2 separate regions of the Mus musculus genome follow, and region 1 is linked to region 2. The links are chromatin contacts, called in public Hi-C maps. All regions are on one chromosome and are shown on one strand. The core of a region is the stretch at or near the end of the contact, and the rest is flanking DNA. Distances in the headings are between cores, read along the strand shown. Region 1 overlaps Maml2 (mastermind like transcriptional coactivator 2). Region 2 overlaps Maml2 (mastermind like transcriptional coactivator 2).

Region 1 (6,711 bases), core at 1,793-4,292, 70 kb after region 2:
CTTTGAGATCAGCCTGGTCTACAAAGTGAGTTCCAGGACAGCCAGGGCTATACAGAGAAACTCTGTCTCAAAACAACAACAACAAAAACAAAAAAAAAACAAAAAAAACAAAAAAACAAAAAAAAGAAAGAAAAGAGAGAGAGAGAGAGAGAGAGAGAGAGAGGGGGAGAGAGAGGGAGGGAGGGAGGGAGGGAGGGAGGGGGAGAGAGAGAGAGAGAGAGAGAGAGAGAGAGAGAGAGAGAGAGAGAGGAAGAAAGAAAGAAAGAAAGAAAGAAAGAAAGAAAGAAAGAAAGAAAGAAAGAAAGAAAGAAAGAAAGAAAGAAATGCTTCTCTTATAGAGCTGCAGACCCCTTCAGCTCCTTGGGTACTTTCTCTAACTCCTTCGTTGGGGACCCTGTGTTCCATCCAAAAGAAGACTGTGAGCATCCACTTCTGTATTTGCCAGGCACTGGCATAGCCTCACAGGAGACAGCTATATCAGGGTCCTGTCGGCAAAATCTTGTTGGTATATGCAATAGTGTCTGGGTTTAGTGGTTGTTTATGGGATGGATCCCTGGGTAGGGCATTCTCTGGATGGTCCTTCCTTCAGTCTCTGCTCCAAACTTTGTCTCTAACCAGTACCCTCAGAGCTCATGTCTCTAGCTGCACATGTAGCAGAGGATGGCCTAATCAGCCATCAGTGGAAGGAGAGGCCCTTGGTCTTGCGAAGATTCTAGGCCCCAGTATAGGGGAATGCCAGGGCCAGGAAGTGGGAGTGGGTGGGTTGGGGAGCAGGGAGAGAGGGAGGGTATATGGGACTTTCGGAGAGGAAACTAGGAAAGGGGATAACATCTGAAATGGAATGAAGAAAACATCTAGTAAAAAAAATAAGAAGAAAGAAATGTTATCAGTTAGTGATGCTTACAAAGACAGGCTTCATCATGAGCCTAGGCAGAGAAGCATTGGTGCCCTATGTACTACCAAGTGCCCAGACCAACTGGATGCCCAATAACACTAATCACCAATTAGTCAGTGAGTGTTTCCCTGGGCTAGAGCTGGGATGGGTTAGTGGAGCCATGAGAAGCTTGTCTCCTGTTGACTTTTGAAATCATACTGAAGTAAAAAAATTTTAAAATAAAAATTAAAAAAAAAAAAACCTCACATACTTGTAACAGTTGCCAAAAACAATACAAGGCAGAAAGTGCTAAAATCATCATAGCAGAGCCAAAAACTCTGAGGGAAAGCAGGATGCCGTTAGCCTTCCAGAGAGCCCTTTGGAGCTGGACCCTCCAAGTGAAGTGGGAGAGAGCACTGTCATGATTGATGATGGCAATGCACTGTGCATTCTGCTGAGAAGGACATTCAGAGTTTTAGGAGTCGTGCCAGCATGCTAGACATAGCATTTACTTTGGATTCACTTCGATATATTTTGGGCAAAAAGTGAGTCATGGATAAAGTATTTCATGCACAAAGCAGTTATTCTTTTTTTTCCTTCAGGCCTTATAGAATATTGTGTTCTTCTCTGTGTCCAACACAGTGGGTCCATCTCTGAAAGGCTCCTGCAAGTCTTTGCAGGGATTACGGGAACAAGCTGGGATATCGTTATCATGAACTAGACCTGGAATGACATTATTTAATGTAGTAGTTGACTATATAAGAAAGATATCTACTTTGAATATCTTTAAATTAATCTTAATGTTAGCATACAAAATATCTCATGATTTTTTACATACAGATACATATATGTATAAATATCTGTATATATGTATGTATGTATGTATATACTAAAATCCTGTCTTACAAATAAAGAATTCTCATTTTTATTTCAAGTTTTATAAAGAATGGTTATTATGTTGAAGTGATAAAATCTCTTGAAGCTTGAGTCTTAAGGAGCAAAGTTATGGACAGAATTTCCAGACACATCTAGTGTATTTTCCCTAGCTGGTCTACCAACAGCAAAGCCCTCAACCAACTCAAACCCCACAATTTTTCTTAAAGGAGTGAAAGTTTGTGTCTAGATTCACACAGAAAGTGTGCCTTGTGACTCCCGCACGTCCCTCCTGGCACGGAGTCAGTCACTAGGAGCTTCTGTGCCAGTTTGGGATCAGCACAGTGGCGTACGATTACCCTGAGCCCATCACCACGTTCCCACCCCTTCAGTTTTGCCTCATTTTGATGATGTTCATCTTCCTCTTGGCTCCCGTTCTCAAGGCTTTACACTGATGTAGAAGCTAGTGGGACGTGGATTGAGCATGAAAAGGATCCCCACAGCTACAGACTTCTTGCTAATTGATGCTTAGTGCCTAAAAGGGTCAGTGTCCTGGGGACTGAGACAAAACATGGCTATTTTTAGAAAGCAATTCAGCCACAGCAAGCATCGTGGCAGGTACATATGCAGTGAAGCATTGGACCCAAGGCCCATGCTTAGAGAACTTACTATTGGGTTGGACATAGTCAATCCAGCAGCATTAACTGACAAAAAGTCCACAGTTCTGCAAGGCTAAAAAAGAAAGGGCGCTGTATAATATCTTTGGAAAAGGACCCAAGTCTCGAGTTTCTTCTCTCCCTTACTAAAGGATTTTTCTGATGATAAACTTGGAAGTGACACTTGCAAGAGGAAATGTAAACCAGGGAGGAATTACTTTCCCCTTTGAGAGTTGTGATGAGCTCAAATGTATTATTCCAAGATCCCAAACATTTCACTGTAGTAACCAATGAGAAGTCACTCGTGATCTTTTGAGCCAGTCTCTTTCTAGATCATCCGTAATTTCTAGCGACAACCACATCACTAATGGGCAGTAAGGAAAACTCACATGGTGACCCAGGTAAGCGCACAGACACACACACAGACACACACACAGACACACAGACACAGACACAGACACACACACACACACACACACACACACACACACACACACACCCTCCAGGCAGCTACAGATTTCAATCTTTCCTGCATGCCTGGTTGAGAGGAACAGGAATCTACTTGAGGGACTGTGGCCTGCGGAATGAATTGTTACCTTTGTGAGGTGCATCGCTTGTTTCCATGGCAGCACAGGAGACAAAGAGTACATTTAGTTTGTGGAAAAGGATGGGGGCAGGGGAAGAAACAGAAACCAGAGGATCGTGCAATCATGGCGCTTTCAAATCCCTCCAGGAAGTTTATGTTTCAAGTCCTTTGCAAGAGTGAAATGCAGCTGTTTAAAACAGAGCTGTTTACTGACGGGCCGCAGTCCCCCATAAGTGCTCTTGGTACCACCTCTGCAGCCTCAAGGATGACAGGTCACTGCTTGTAGACTTAGCTAGCCTAAGCAGGCTTATGCCTACCCCAGCAGAGACCATATGTCTCAAAAGGCAAGGGGATGTTCAGAGAAGACTGAGAAAGGGGGAGGGGGTGAAGAGCCGCAGCCCACTGGATCTTAAGAGAAGAAAGTCAGGATTCTTATGTGAAGTGTTAACCAAACTAGACTTGTGTGGATGGCCACACCCCCAAAGAATGACCACCCAGAGGGTGTACTCAGTACAGCATCTCACACACCATCATAGCAATTTTGGATTTCTTGTGAAAAATTCAAAGTACCCTTTGCAGTATCTCCTTTAAGTCTTGAATGACAACACAGGATGTGGCTTAGAGCTTTCTCTATGTAGTTAATAAATCTGCTCACTGGTGGAGTGACTTCTAGTCTCTTCTCTCTCTTATAATGAAGCTTCAAGACTGACATGCAGAGATTTCTCCATCAACCTCTAACCAATCATGGCACCATTCTCTCCCTGCAGTCTATCCTTACCCATTCCCCGGACATGCTGGGCATCTTCACCCGGCTGCTCTTTCTTCTTGGCTGCCTCTGCATGCACACTGTGTCCAAAACAGTTAGACGAGAGACATGGTAAAGGCCAAAAGGCAACAACAGCATGTCAACCATCAAGAGGCCAAGTATTGGCCGAGGGAGCCTGTACCGGCTGGCACACTGCTTCATGGCATTGCTAACTTTTGCTTCGGAAGGGAGTCTCATTGTGTAGAAGGTACCGGTACCTCATATCCCCCTGCCTCAGCCTCCAGAGTGCTGGGATTATAGGTGTGCCCTGTAATCTGGCTGTTCCTATATAATTATAATGCCAGGATTCACAATTTCTTCCATGCTGGAAGGATCCAGTGGCACTCTTCAACAGAATCTCAGGGTAGAAGCAGTCAGCACTGGCTGTTGCTATGGAAAATCAGCTGAAGTAAAAGGAGATATTTTGACTCACAGTTCAGGGTACAGTCGGTCACGGTGAGGCAGAAGTGACAGCAGCCTAGCAACCAGCTGGTTAGACTGTGTTCATGGTCAGGAAGCAGAGAAAGACAATAATGAGCTCAGCTTGCTTTCTCCTTTTTATTCATTCTAGGACCCTAATCTGTGGAAAGGTGCTGCCCACATCCAGGTATAGAGAACCTAATCTAAATAATCTCTTATAATAGATACAGCCAGAGGTTCCTCTCCTGGGTGATTTTACATTCTGTCAAGTTCACAATGAATGTTAACAATCATAATATACAAGAACATTAATATAGCTTAAAAGCTTACCATTTCTCCATATTCAAATGAATTAACACATTTTAGTGGGCATTAAGGCTATGATGACCCTGTCTACGGAGTCTACCAGCCCTCAGTAGCAGATGCATCTTGGAAATCCTCCCTCCAACTTGTCAGTATAATAAACTCCTTTCTAAAACATGCTGTTGTCTCTGTGCCTCAGCACATGGTTCCTTCTCCTGTCCCATGCCACCCAAGTTACTGGAAGGTACAATTGGGTAGCTCTCAGCTTCTCTATTCTGACCTCCACCCTTCTCCATTTAAAGCTGCACCCTCACTATTGATCACCCACTTCCAACTCACATTTTTTTAGGTCCTGATTCTCCTTTCTGCAAGTTCACATTGTGTTTTCTAAGAAACTCTTTTGCACTGAGGTTTTAATGATGGTGTCTATCCATTCTCATCTGTATTTGATTGGAACCTTTTAAAAGCTCTACACCATAATTCAAACCCATGTGTCTGGAGAAAAGATTTTACTTCAGCAATAGAAGTACTTTAAAGATGTGAGCTTTGAGTGTCATTTAGATTGTAGGGTCCCATTAGTTCAATCCATGGCTACTGCATCTGTGTATTTGATGGATCTTGGTGAGATGGTTATGATTGGAAACTTCTAGAAGGTGGGATACAATCTATTTCTAACACAATCTTTCCACAAAACCCTGTCAGTAGTGTCATGCCTCATAGGGTTTGGAGTGTGTGAGTGTGTGTGTGTGTGTGTGTGTGTGTGTGTGTGTGTGTGTGGAGAGAGAGAGAGAGAGAGAGAGAGAGAGAGAGAGAGAGAGAGAGAGAGAGAGTATGTGAGTGTGTGAGTGTGTGAATGTGTGTGTGTGTGAGAGAGAAAGAGAGAATGTGAGTGTGTGTGTGTATGTGTGAGTGTGTGAGTGTGTGTGTGTGTGTGTGTGTGTGTGTGTGTGTAGAATTGAACCTAGCGTTTTCTGCATGCTGCATGTTCCCTCTACCATGAGCAGCACCCCTAACCCTCAATGGAGCTTTAATGGCATCTCTCTGTCTCCACAGAACCACATGTCTCCTTTTCTATACCCATCTTTAGGTATCTTCACCTGTGGTGAGTGGCCACCTTCAATCCCTACTCCCTTGATATTTACCATTCTCTAGGCTTGGGCAGGAAATGACCCCAAATATAATCTTTCTATAGAGCACAGAAGTGAAATCTCTAGGCTAAGCTGGCAAAGAGAGCCAATGTGAGAGTCAGTTTTAGGTGTCTGGCCCCTCAGTATCCAGACACATAGGTGGTATTTATCTCTGAGCCCACCATGGAAGCACTTGCTTGCACTCTGGGCTTCATTGCTGACTGCATGTGTTTTCTAGCCACAATGTCACTCAGTCTTCAAACTCACCTTTGTTGTCTAGAAAAGAGGGAACGCATGCAGTGCTGAAAGAGCAGTAATGTGTGTTGTTTTGAAGAGTAGGAGCTCTAAGATTTATTTACCTAGATGAAGAGCTTGCTCAGCTCAAGGCCAGTGCTAAGGCCCTGAATAAATGGCTGTTAGTGTTGCTATCTCCAGAGCCAGTGTATCAATTGCTCCTTCTGGGCCTGCTTCTGCAATCCTGGCGGCCCACAGAGAGAGTGTGGGACAGACTGAATCCCATAGTGAGTGCAGGCTGGGAGAGGAGTGGCTGCAGAATCTGGCAGAACAAGTTTGTAGTACGTTCCTGTCTTTTGCCTTTTCAAAGCAGTGGAAAATAAATCAAGGGTGAAAACGCAAACCTGGGAAAGAATGTATTCCATTGTTCTTTATGCAGGGAGGACCCTTCAAATGCAGTCCGTGCTGAAATAAATCACAAGCCACATGGCTGAGTCTGCTCCTGCCTCTTCCCTACCCTAGAACACACAGCAGACACCTTGAGTCTCTTGCTGTCATTTTCTGGGAGCAGAAAGAAGCTGGGGAAGCCCCACCATTGACTGAATTCTGTTCATAACTGATTGGACATCTGGAGGGGCTGGGTTAGACTGCTTGGTTAGTAACAGAAGTCTCATCCACACTAACTTGAGCAGTCAAGAAGTCACTATGAAGACTGCAGTGTATCAAAGACTGCAGAGCCATGCGGAGGAGATCTGCTTCTCTAATGCTTCTGTCTGCTGCGCCTTTACAGCTAGCTCCCAGGTTCAGTAAATCACTATGCATCCAGCATGGGT
Region 2 (6,511 bases), core at 901-3,400:
GCATAGAGAAACACAAGAGAAACTTGAGAATGTGAGTGTAATTAAAACTCAAGTCAGGGTCTGTAGAGAGGGCTCAGCAGTTGAGAGAGCTTATTGTTCTTGCAGAGGCCCCTGGCTTTGTTCTCAGCACCAACAGGGCAGCCCACAACCAGCTGTAACTTCAGCTCAGAGGGAACCAACACCCACTTTGGCCTCTGAGGGCACCAGGCATACATGTGGCACACAGACATATATCCAGCCAAAACACACACATAAAGTAAAAATAAATCTTTAAAAACTCAAAACAAACATCAGGTCTTGTACACTATGGTCGGTATCCACTCCTTCCTTCCATCACTCCACCTACTGGGGAAGATATCATTCATTCTAAACATTTAAAAGAATATGAATAAGATGGCGCATAAAACTGACTTTAAGAAATTATAAGAGAATATTTCAATCCTTTAGTTGAATTAAATAGTACTTTCTTGTAATGCCACGAGAAGAAAAGATGGCTGAGTACAAAAATGGGAACTAATTGGTGGCCACAGATCCCATGCTCTTTTTTTTTTCCATTTTTTATTAGGTATTTAGCTCATTTACATTTCCAATGCTATACCAAAAGTCCCCCATACCCACCCACCCCCACTCCCCTACCCACCCACTCCCCCTTTTTGGCCCTGGCGTTCCCCTGTACTGGGGCATATAAAGTTTGCGTGTCCAATGGGCCTCTCTTTCCAGTGATGGCCGACTAGGCCATCTTTTGATACATATGCAGCTAGAGTCAAGAGCTCCGGGGTACTGGTTAGTTCATAATGTTGTTCCACCTATAGGGTTGCAGATCCCTTTAGCTCCTTGGCTACTTTCTCTAGCTCCTCCATTGGAAGCCCTGTGATCCATCCATTAGCTGACTGTGAGCATCCACTTCTGTGTTTGCTAGGCCCCGGCATAGTCTCACAAGAGACAGCTACATCTGGGTCCTTTCAATAAAATCTTGCTAGTGTATGCAATGGTGTCAGCGTTTGGATGCTGATTATGGGGTGGATCCCCGGATATGGCAGTCTCTACATGGTCCATCCTTTCATTTCAGCTCCAAACTTTGTCTCTGTAACTCCTTCCATGGGTGTTTTGCTCTTTTATTATTATTATTTATTTTATTTTATTTTATTTTATTTTATTTTATTTTATTTTATTTTATTTTATATATATGAGTGCACTGTAGCTGTCTTCACACAAACCAGAAGAGGGAGTTGGATCCCATTACAAATGGTTGTGAGCCACCAGGTGGTTGCTGGGAATTGAACTCCGGACCTCTGGAAGAACAGCTGGTGATCTTAACCACTGAGCCATCTCCCCAGCCCAGTTCACATACTCTTTTCTTAGCAGCTTAACTATGCTCCACTCAGACTGGAATGTGCCAGTCCCAGATGACTATTAGTGTGTCACCTAGTGAGGCCATCATACATAAGTTTAGTTTCAGTAACCATTGCTCCAGATGGTGTCAACTCTTGCATGATGCTTGGCCGAGAGGCACCGTTCTTTGCCGTGTTAGCTTGTTCTTAGCATGTTATAAATATGTGGTAGGGTAGCAACAGATGAGAAAAAGGGGAAGTTTTAGGAATGAAATTTTTACTTGGTTAAAATTCACTAGACTCATGGAATGTTTGTATAGATCCAAGCAAAAAAATAGGCAATATATATTGTTGTAAATACAATCCTGATCTGGAGGTTGGCCACCCCAAGTCACCGCTCAGAATACAAAGCACTGACAAGGATGAGACACGGTGATCTTATGTGGATTCTGCCTTAAAAGACTCCCATGAACAAGCACTAGCCTGGTAGAATCCTAGCCAAGCATTTGCCTCCCAGAGCAGTTGCATAGAGACAGCAAAAGCACAAGAGGCTACAACTGCATGACAATTTACCTTAACACACGAGCCTTTCAACAACGACATTTAGTTGTGCTTTGAGCCCATAATCTGGGCAGGCTGTAGGTGTGAGTTAGCTCCATTTGGCTTCCGGTGGAGCTCAGAAGTCTGGGAGCTACAGTCATTTGAAAGCACTCACTGTCGCCTGTGAGTGTTGCCTCGGACTGTCACTGAGACTGTCGACTGAGTGCTGTGTGCTTTCTATAGCAGCCTTGCACGTCACATAGCATCCCGTGCATTCTCCACCACTGAGCAGAGAAAGCAAATGCTATGACTCTGAGGAGAAAGGACACAGAGTTGAACACTGATCAGTGAAGAAGACACTGTGAGCCCTGGTGAGCCAGACATTTTACTTTAAAGGTAAGATCATTGTCACAACATGCAGTGCTCTGTCGCCGGGCAGAAATAAAACGTTAGGCAAAACAGTACTGACGTGGCAGACACACGGACTTAAGTGCTCTGGGACAAAAGAAGACAATGCCTTTCTCTGGGTGCTGACTAATCAAATTCAGGCATATGTGCAGCCCAGAGTCCTGTAAAGATAATCGTTCCTTTGGACAACAGCTATTAAAAGTGGGTTCTTTGTTCGGAACAGTGTTAGAGTTCCATGCAGAATTATGGGTTGTCTGTTGTAAGAGAGGCCCATTGGTCTTGCAAACTTTATATGCCTCAGTACAGGGGAACTCGAGGGCCAAGAAGTGGGAGTGGATGGGTAGGGGAGTGGGGGAAGGGGATGGGGGAGTTTTGGGATAGCATTGGAAATGTAAATGAAGAAAATACCTAATTAAAAAAAAAAAGAAATTGTCTTGCTTAGAAATTCCTCCATCCTCCTGCTCTCTTCTTAAAACCTAATCTATATTAGAGTTCACAGAAAAACTGGGTACCACACACCACAGAGAGGCACACGGGACAATTAACACTTACCTCTCGGAACACTGGTGGTAATTAATAAGAAACCACTACAACGGGCTGTGTTTTTATGTTTCCCACAATCAGACGTGACTAAAGCTGGCTTCTTGTCTCCTTGTATTCGTGGCTGTGGGGGGCACCTGGAACCACTGGCTGCTGGCCTCCACATCTCCCTTCACAGGGAAAGCACTCCTGCAGCCATTTGCCTAACATTCCCGAGGGCCTCAGATGTTTCTCAGACGCTGATGACTCACTGCATAGTAAGGTCATCCCTGAAAACTCACGGAGATAAATTTCACTTTTCAGACCAAAAGTGTTTATCCCGCCACTGACTCTGCCTTCTGACCCATGTCAGGGTGGCTTCACAGAGGTGGCCATTCACTTTGTCGGGTCACTTTTTCTTGATTCTGCTCCACAGGCATAAAAATCACCCCACTGATGGGAAAACTGCCCTTATAGTGGCAGCGACCTCTGAGTATCCCGAGTCCAGCGGTGTGTCTTTAATCCCCTCTAACCCTGTCTGGGAGAGCTGCACAGGCCCACCAGTGTCTCCCATTGGTCTTCTAAGCACCTTGAATGTTTGCCTGTAATTTCTGCATGCTTTGATGTTCTAGCCTAGCACGTCAGCAAAAAGAGAAAAAATGAAAAATCCCCATAAAAGATGGCTAATTTAATAGTATCATTTATTTTTCTTTAATTTGGAGCAATTGCAACTGTGGGCCTCAACAGCATTTCGAATTGCATACCAGATGAGGCTCTTACTTAAACACAAAGAAATGGACACACACAGACAGACACACCATACTCAACAAAACAGAAAGAAAGACACATACCCATGTGCATACATATAGACAGACAGTCACAAACACACACACAAATGAAGCTAACATCTCAGAGTATTTGGTTTTCCCTACTTCCTTTAACACAAGGGCAGTAACTATTCCCAAATAATGTTTCCTATCTTAAATATTCTTTGCTCTTTCATCCCTTATTCCTTTGTTGTTCCATGAATATACTTTTGAAGAAATGGGCTTTGGGTTACTGATAATTTCAGAATAAATGTGTCCACTGAATGCAAAGATATTCAAAGGTAATAGAAATGGACCCCACAACCTGGATGCTCCTTTCTAAAAGAGCATGTATTATTTCTAAGTTTATTTTATGGCCTAGGAAGCCTCAGGTCCAAATTAAAACCTAGCTCCATACATTGTCAGAACTTGGGGATTAAGCATCGACACATCTTGTAGTTGAAGCAGTGACCTGTCACCTGTATGGCTGTCTTCAAATACTCCTAATGATATTTTGGAGGAAAAAAAAAAGTCCCTCATTACCACATGAGTTGGGAGAAAAAAATGAACTCACAGATCACCAGCATCTCTGCTCCTCTCCCCATGTCATCCCTGTCCTGTTGGGATGCGGTTCAGTTCCCAGGAGACTGGAATGCCCCTGAAAATTGACAGTCACATTCTATTATAACATATTTTCCCCATTTAATAACATGGCCTAGGTAATGACTCATAACCCTCAAAGGACCTCCTGCCACTGACAGCTGAACTCAAGTAATTGAGAGCACCATGCAATTTGGCAGTGACTGCACCTTTATGGTTGGATCAAGCATTAAAGCAACAGTATATCTGGATAGGCTTTCAGTAAAGTGACAGCCTCGTGATGCGTTTCTGAATCCGTTTTACATGTGTAACTCTGGTGTCCCCAGATTGTGTAGCCTAGAATAGGGCTATGAGTGCTTACTCTATTCCATTGTAAATCTATTACAGATAGGGACATTTCCTCTTTCTCATCTCTGTCATTTCAGTGTCGGGATTATAGAATGTAACCTTGGCATAGAGTGTGCTCAGTCATCATTTTCTCTTCCTCTTCCTATGTCGGTTGGGTATACAGACTTTGACAGGAACCACCACCTATCAACATCAGGACAACCACATTCTCTAACAGCCGTGTAAGCCCTGTGTGTATTAACATGACTTATTTACTCATGCAGCCTCAATGTGTATAGCTGCTTCCTTCCTACTCCCTGATGGTTTCAGTTAGGACTTCTTGAGACATTTCCACAAATGTCCACATCCATCCTTCTCATGAACACAGCTCATATAGCTAGAGTCGGCCTCACTTTTGACTTCTCACTGGCATCCTCAGAGAATCACAGCTTGTTCTGGGACTCTCAGAAGCCTGTACTCTATCTCAAGAGCGTCCCTCCTCCTCACCATTATCAGCACTTCAGCATACAAATACAACCTGGTACTTTAGCCCCTTTTCAGCTTTAAGACATGTCTCCTACATCACTAGGACTGTGCATGTGTGTGTTCATGTTTGTGTTCATGTGTGTGTGTTCATGTTTGTGTTCATGTGTGTGCGTTCATGAGTGCTTCTATTGAAGCATGCGCACATGCACACAGTGCATGCAAAGTCTAGAGATCCATATCCGATGTCTTATCAATCAAACTCCAGTTTGTTTTCTGGCCCCACTAATTCTGCTGCACTGGTTGGCCTGAGATGCTCCAGTGATCCTTGTGTCTCCCCTCCCCAGCTCTGGATTACACATATTCTGCTAGCCCCATATGCTTACACATGTACTGGGATCAAGCTCAGGTCCTCACACTTGAGCAGCAAACACTTCAACAACTGAGTCACATCCTTATTGCCTCAAGGCTAACTTTGTTCCTTGGCATGTCTATATATATATATATATATATATATATATATATATATGCCGCATGCATCTGGTATATTTCAATAAGCATTCAGTAATTAATAGTATAGTCATTTCTGAATTAAACCTTGAATATGTAATTCCATCAATCAGAGTTATAGCACATATTAAGCTATCACCTGTGTGGGGTCATCATGGAGGCAAGCAAAGGGCAGTTTTCCAGGAAGTTGAACTTGGCTTCAAGTCCAAGCTTTGACATGTTGTGTGACAGATCTTTCTTGGGCAGTTGCAATAACCACAAATCTACTCATGCCCAAAATGGAACCCATGTCAGACCAAAGTAACACTTGCAGCAATATCCAAGCTGCCAAGCCAATGAGGTTTTGCTGCAGTTGCTGCCAGGAGCAAAGGTGATGACTGATCAGGACTAACTCAAAGGCAGCTGTAAGAGCAGAAAGCCCACCCCAAAATGCGTAACAACTCCCCTAAAATTGCAGCCCTGAAGTTCCCTACAGTTTGCAGACAGATCCACAGTCCCAATATCTCTCTTTCTGCAGAGTGGCTGCTCGGAGTCTTCACTCCAGCTATTGTTTTCTCCCTTCTATTCTGTTGGGAGAGGGCCTCGAGAATCTTCTAAGCTTTCTTCCCAAATAAGTGAGTGACTTTGTACACCTCTCATTTACCACCCAAGGCTCCTGATACCCCTCTTTCCTGGTTCAAATGTTTCCATTTGGAGAGAGTGTTGTGACTGGGAGGTACACGCCACACCAGAGCATTGACTCCTCTGTCTTTAGGTGATGGCTCTTCATATCAAAACCTCATCTCCATCAGTGAAATTTCAGTTTTCCCAAAGCTTTCTCACAGGGTAGGAATAAGGATTAAAGTTGGTGCCACCTGTAACTGTATATAAATTGTGGTTTAGCACTGTGCTGGGGCTGGGGTGTGTGTGGCTCAATGTATAAAAAAAAAAACTTGCTGCTTGGGTATAAAGATCTGAGTTCCGATTTGAAAGGAGTAGCCACGTCTA

What was found. Hi-C and Micro-C count contacts between places; a contact is called where the count stands out from the background.
Region 1: a Hi-C map of dorsal root ganglion neurons shows a contact between it and region 2, with 2.1 times the contacts expected there. The contact joins two enhancer-like sites. A contact is called at or near these places in 2 of 39 promoter capture datasets (cranial neural crest and embryonic stem cells), 2 of 484 Hi-C or Micro-C datasets (dorsal root ganglion neurons and embryonic fibroblasts), 2 of 115 datasets of contacts at active chromatin or transcription factors (double positive thymocytes and microglia) and 1 of 9 other capture datasets (pancreatic islet).

Annotation. Positions count from the first base shown.
Region 1 is chr9:13,610,484-13,617,194 of GRCm38.p6, forward strand. All of the region lies in intron 1 of Maml2 (mastermind like transcriptional coactivator 2), which reads left to right. Among named protein-coding and RNA genes, the nearest start is that of Gm51666, 3.4 kb to the left of the region's middle. Within about 2 kb of position 3,043, at least 42 of the 459 cell types and tissues checked have an H3K27ac peak or open chromatin away from gene starts, as enhancers often do.
Region 2 is chr9:13,541,266-13,547,776 of GRCm38.p6, forward strand. All of the region lies in intron 1 of Maml2 (mastermind like transcriptional coactivator 2), which reads left to right. Among named protein-coding and RNA genes, the nearest start is that of Gm51666, 66 kb to the right of the region's middle. Within about 2 kb of position 2,151, at least 22 of the 459 cell types and tissues checked have an H3K27ac peak or open chromatin away from gene starts, as enhancers often do.